Regions from separate parts of the Anas platyrhynchos genome. Here region 2 is linked to region 1. Evidence: chromatin contacts called from public Hi-C data. All regions are on one chromosome and are shown on one strand. Each heading gives the region's core, a stretch centred on a gene start, on an enhancer-like site or on the middle of the called end of the contact. The rest is flanking DNA. Distances are from core to core; before and after follow the strand shown.

Region 1 (2,722 bases), core at 184-2,683:
AATAAAAACCACCCAGACAGCCAAGCAACTGGGAAGGGATTTTGCTTGAGACTTCCTTAAAGCCAAAGGACACATAGTCCAAATGTCTATTTAAACAGGAAACATCTTATCAAAATGATTCTACTTTTGCAACAAGCCCTAGCAGCAGTCAGTAACTTACCTCTTCCTACACAGAGCTCTTGTTACTTCTTGCTTTTTGACTATATGACCTATTTGAAAACATAATAGCCCTGATAACAGGGCTCTAGAAAAGGTGTTAATCTATTCATTAGTTCTAGACCTGAATTCCTGCCAGAATGAGTGTACTTCAGAAATGCTGATAAACAGGTGGTGGTGGTCAGACCTTTTCTGTGTAATTTTACTGATACTATCTCTGAGAGCCAAAATGCAAGGGAGCATGAGCTGAAGTCAAAGATATCCATACTTCTCTCCTGCAAATGCTGACAGCATCTCCACTACAAACACACAGCCACCACAGGGGTTTGCTTTCCTTAATATGGTTTGGAATTGCATAGTCATTTTTGCCAGAGATAAAAGCCTGAACACTGTAACTGGCAAATGAAGGGGACAAGTAAAAACTTCAACAAACCCTTAACACGAAGTTTATTGCAAATTGAGTTGCAAAATGTCATAGATGTTATCATTTTATCCCCACAGAACGGCATCATAGCTGTTGTGATATTCAAGTCATTATGATCTTTAGACAGTAGGGGTTAGGTTGCATATCTAGACACCCTATTTACCATGGTTCATGCTGTCCACAGACAGATTCATCAACAGAATAGCATGGTTACAGACAGATGCATTGCTCAGCATATCTACAAGCCCTAAGATATACAAATTTATCCTGGCACAGGCAGGCACTTCAGTATGTGTGTGGGATTGGTATAAGCTGGGGAAAGGCATCTGCTTGATGCCTCAGGAGGCCGCAGCAAGTCTTTGTTTCAGCATGGGTGCAGTTTGGAGGCATTCCAGCTCCTTCAATACAATCCCAACACCTCATTGTATTTCCAAGGCACTTACACCTAACATATGCTTCACTGGTGTTGAAAGACAGAGTCAAGCTCCTGACATCAGGTACTGAAACAAATACTGTTTTGGTATGCATGTACCTCTGAGTGAAAGCTCTTGCATGCAGCTCTTGAGTAAACTAAAACGACTAGTGAAGTGAAACTCATCTTTGTCACAGCACCTTACTTCTAAACAGAGGCAGGGCTTTAGTCAGAGCGATGCCACCTTAGTATCCAACACCACTAAGCACATTAGGACAGAGGGAGCACTTTTACCTCCAGCATCCTTAGCTAATGCCTGCAGGCTTACTGACTTCGTACAGGCTGAGAAGCAAAGTAAAGAAATGCAGCCTACCAAAACTTCATCGCTTATACATATTTTTAGAAGCAGTGACTTCTGATCCGTAAACACTTGACAGACGACTGTAAGACTGGCACTTACACCACTGCACCTTCACTTGCTTTCTAACTCACTGCTTTCGACTGCAGACTGCTAAACTTTTCAGGGGAAGGATCCTGTCTTACTCATCTGGAAAGCCCAGCACACACTGTGCTGTGTGAGTAATTCTAATTATATTGATATAAGAATGCTCTGATAACAATGCCCTTAAGGACAAGGTGCACCAGTTAACTAAGAAGTTCAGACCGGAATGCCCGGCTCCTTAAATACAAACAGTTGTCATCTATGTGCTGTAGCTGATAGATTGGCCTGAGGAATGTGACCATGTCCACCTGCAGAGTGCTTCGCTGTTCCTTTGGATTTTTAAGTCCTGAGCTTTTATGGCCATCTGTGTGCAAACAGGCACTTAGCAACTATTTCTCCCTGTATCAGATAGTGAGCTGCTGAATTTCAATGCCCCATGGAGACACCATCAAAGAGGCATTTCCAGGAATCTGCGGGATTAGTGGGGAAGAGCTTTCACTTCTGATGCCCAATAAGCTTTCTGTAACTGCCAGAAATTAGAGAAGACATGGAAAAAGAAAAGATTCTTGTATTCCTGCATTTGCTACATTTCACCTACATTTTATTACTACTCATATTTCCCCTGCTCTCAAATTCAGCTGTTGCGTGTACAAACCTGCGTTCACAGCTGAAAAGTTCAAGGAAGAGTCAAAGTAGCAAATATCTCCACCTTTCCAGTGCATCTTAATAACACCTTTGTTTACATCTTTATCTGTCAACATTTGTAGCTTCATATCCTGACACTCTAGATCTATTTTTCTAGTTGTCTGTGGGGGAAAAAGCAGCCCTTGGAAAATGAAGGCCTGTACCAATCTGAGCCAACAGAGGTGAACCAAAGGCCCAGATCCAGGGCTGCTTCAGTCTAGCAGAGACTGACAGGTGACGTGATTGCTGCTTACAAACTGGCAAAAAGAAGTTGAAGTTTAGCAGATATCCTAAGAACCACAGAAAATAGATCTGCAAAATACCCCTTCTAAGTCATCTAGTTTATCCTCCAACCCCCATAAGATATGCAACGATACATAAGCAATTCCTAATGCGAGGTTGCCAGGCTTGCCTTCCTGGGCCTCCACATGTAAAAAGAATCAAGGTAATTCACTACGGTTTGCTGGGCAAAAAATGTTTTTATAACACACAAAACATGCTATTCTGTATAAAAAAATAAAAATAAAATCAAGTCTTTGTACAAAAATCAAACCACTAGAACTGGCAAATTAATAGTGGGTCTCTTTCTCCCCCGCGGCCGGGA
Region 2 (2,931 bases), core at 389-2,888, 60 kb before region 1:
TTCCAGATTCTTTAACTGCTGCAAGTGTGCGCACATGCAGCCTGCCTAGTATGTGTAAATATAATCCTTTTCCTCACCACAGCAAGTACAACTCTTGGTTTGTGGCACACTAACAGACTAACAGGATGGGAGCACTGCATTATACATGTAATAGAGTGCGTGTTCATCAACATCGCTACCACTCGAACAACCTCAGATTTCCCAAAATACACGTTCAGATCAGGGCGCGTGCATATGTAATGCAGTAATAAAAAGCTACCGGCAGTATTCTGCCTGCGGTGTAGTCAGCTTCCAGCAGAAGCAAGAGAAACCCAGCATACAGGCTGAGGGCAGCGCGTGGCCTTAAGTGTTAATGCAATATCGCGTTTTGGAAGTTGGAAGCTTGGTGCGCTCATTTGCACATCAGTACCCAGAATGCTTTCTCGGTTCCACCACTGTTTAATTCAAGTGCTGGGTTCGAGCTCTTGGAACGCTCCACAGTTTGAGATGCCCTTGCATGCGCTGAGTTCAGTATTTTCCACTGAATAGTTTAAGTGACAATACTGGATTGTGAATGGGTCATCCAAGGCTTCTGAATTAGCCTTGATGTTCCAAATGCAAAAAACTGCCCCTGAACGCTTTAAAAACGCATTGTCTTTAACAAAGCAAAGAACCTAGTTTTGCAAGAGCGCGTGTTTGGGGGGAAACATTTCTTCAAAAGTAAGCAACAATTTTTCTGAGACAGAAAGCAAGATTTAGCCGAACGTGACTGCTGCTGCTGCTCTTTGAAGAGGAGCTCTTCGTACCGAGCCCGTGAGCACCCAGGGGAGGTTCAGCACCGGGCCGGTGCAGGCAGCCCCGGGCAGCAGCCCGCAGCCCTGCCTCTCGGGGCGGTTTCCCCGGGGCAGGCTGGCAGCGCGGCCGTGGGAACGGCGGGGCAGCGGAGGCCCCGCGGGGAGGCCGTTCCCCCAACATGGAGGCAGCGCTCGAGGCTGCGCCTCCCGCAGCCCCCTGCCCGCGGGGACCGCTGCTCCCAGCCGCTCCTGCCGGGGGGCATCGCTGCACCGGGGGAGAAGGGAGTGAAGGGAAAGGGGGTACCCCCCAAAAAACGCGCAACGCCTGGCTTTTTTGGTCAGGCTGAGAGTTGCTGGGGAGGGGGTGAAGAATGCAATGAAAGGGCGGGGGGAGGCCGCAGCCCCCGGCCCCTCGGGGATCGGCTCTCCTCGGGCGGGGAGAGGAGGTGGGGGCTGCTCGGCGCCTCTGCAGCTCCGGGAGGGTTTGCATTGGCCGCTCCGCGCCTGGGGAGGGGGGGGGGAGGCTGCCTGCAACCCCCCCCCCTTCTCTCCAGCCCCTCCTCTCCCCGGCGGGAGGGGGGCCCGGGGGGGCGAGCTGCAGCCCGGATATTTGGGGGAGGGGGTGAGCGCAGCCCCCCCACCCCCCTGTGCCATGGGGGGGGCCCCCGGCTGCCGGCTCGGCATTGGAGGAGCGGTGCTGGGGGAACGGGGGGGCTGCAGCCCCCAGCCCCCGCGGGCGGGCGGGGTGGGGGCCGGCCTGCTGGCTCGGGCTGCTCGAGCATTGGCGGATGCGGGGAGGGAGGGGGGCAGGAAGCGGGGGGGCAGGGGGGAGCCCGAGCGGCTGGAGGGGCGGGGGGGGGGGTCTCTATGAAAAGGGTGGGGGGCTTCTGGAGCAAAAGAAGAGCGGAAAGTTTGCGGCGCCGGCGGTGAGGGTGCGGCGGGGCGGGCGGGGCCCGGGCCGGAGCCGGCGGCGGCGGCGCTCGGCGGGGGAGCAGCAGCCGGGGGGCCCCCGCTGGATTTTTGTAGGGGGGGTGGTATCGCCCCCTCCTTCTCCTCCCCCCAGGGGTGAAAGTGCAAGAGGAAGTGCAGCCGCTGCCATCTTTCCTCCGCTCCAAACACACAGGGACGGACGGGAGCCGGCAGCCCGGAGCCGCAGCCGCCGGAGCCCCGTCCCTCCCGGCTCGCTGCAGCCGCGCCGCGCACGCCCCTTCCCGCGGCGGCCGCAGCGCCTCGTGGCGGCCGGGCCCGGGCGGAGCTCGCAGCGCTCGGCGGCGGCCCCGCGCCCCTCCGCAGCCCGAGCCTTTTGTCTCGCCCCCCCTCTCCTTTCTTCCCCCCCCCCTCTCTTCTCCCTCTGCCCGCCATCCCCTCGCACTGGGCAGGGAGCGCAGCGCGCACCGCCGCCGCCGGCCCGGCCAGGGGCGGGGAGGAGCAGGAGGAGGAGGAGGAGGAGGAGAAGGAGGAGGAGGAGGAGGAGCAGCGCGCCGCCCGGCGGCCCTGAGAGTGCGCGCCCCCTGCGGGCGCCAGCGGGGCGGCGCAAGCCCCATGGAGCGGGTGAGCGAGGCCGCCGCTTGCGGCCCCTCGTCGGGCTGCTACACGTACCAGGTGAGCCGGCACAGCGCCGACATGCTGCACAGCCTCAACCAGCAGCGCAAGAACGGCGGCCGCTTCTGCGACGTGCTCCTGCGCGTGGGCGACGAGAGCTTCCCGGCGCACCGGGCGGTGCTGGCCGCATGCAGCGAGTACTTCGAGTCGGTGTTCAGCGCGCAGCTGGGCGACGGAGCAGCCGGCGGCGGCGGCGGAGGAGAAGGGGGCACGACGGAGGCGGCGGCGGCCGGTGGTGCCGCGGCAGCGGCCGGCGGTGCCCCCGGGGGCGGGCGGGAGCTGGAGATGCATACCATCAGCTCCAAGGTGTTTGGAGACATCCTGGACTTCGCCTACACGTCGCGCATCGTGGTGCGGCTGGAGAGCTTCCCAGAGCTCATGACGGCTGCCAAGTTCCTGCTGATGCGCTCGGTGATTGACATCTGCCAGGAGGTCATCAAGCAGTCCAATGTGCAGATCCTGGTGCCCCCTGCACGCCCCGACATTATGCTGTTCCGCCCGGGGGCTGCTGACCTCGGTTTCCCTCTTGACATGACCAATGGTGCCACCTTGGCCC

What was found. Hi-C and Micro-C count contacts between places; a contact is called where the count stands out from the background.
Region 2: a contact with region 1 is called in a Hi-C map of skeletal muscle, with 2.3 times the contacts expected there. The contact joins the promoter of PATZ1 here to the enhancer-like site in region 1. A contact is called at or near these places in 5 of 8 Hi-C or Micro-C datasets (F1 follicle, liver, skeletal muscle and 1 more).

Annotation. Positions count from the first base shown.
Region 1 is chr16:8,079,657-8,082,378 of IASCAAS_PekinDuck_T2T, reverse strand. All of the region lies in intron 2 of LIMK2 (LIM domain kinase 2), which reads right to left. LOC119718478 (a long non-coding RNA gene) reads left to right here. Exons shown (of 3, transcript XR_005269632.2): 3 at 1-2,722. Among named protein-coding and RNA genes, the nearest start is that of LIMK2, 7.5 kb to the right of the region's middle. Within about 2 kb of position 1,433, at least 1 of the 8 cell types and tissues checked has an H3K27ac peak or open chromatin away from gene starts, as enhancers often do.
Region 2 is chr16:8,139,919-8,142,849 of IASCAAS_PekinDuck_T2T, reverse strand. PATZ1 (POZ/BTB and AT hook containing zinc finger 1) reads left to right here and starts at 1,638. Exons shown (of 6, transcript XM_027470045.3): 1 at 1,638-2,931. The coding sequence starts at 2,316. It overlaps LOC119718477 (a long non-coding RNA gene), which reads left to right. Exons shown (of 5, transcript XR_005269631.2): 5 at 1-1,572.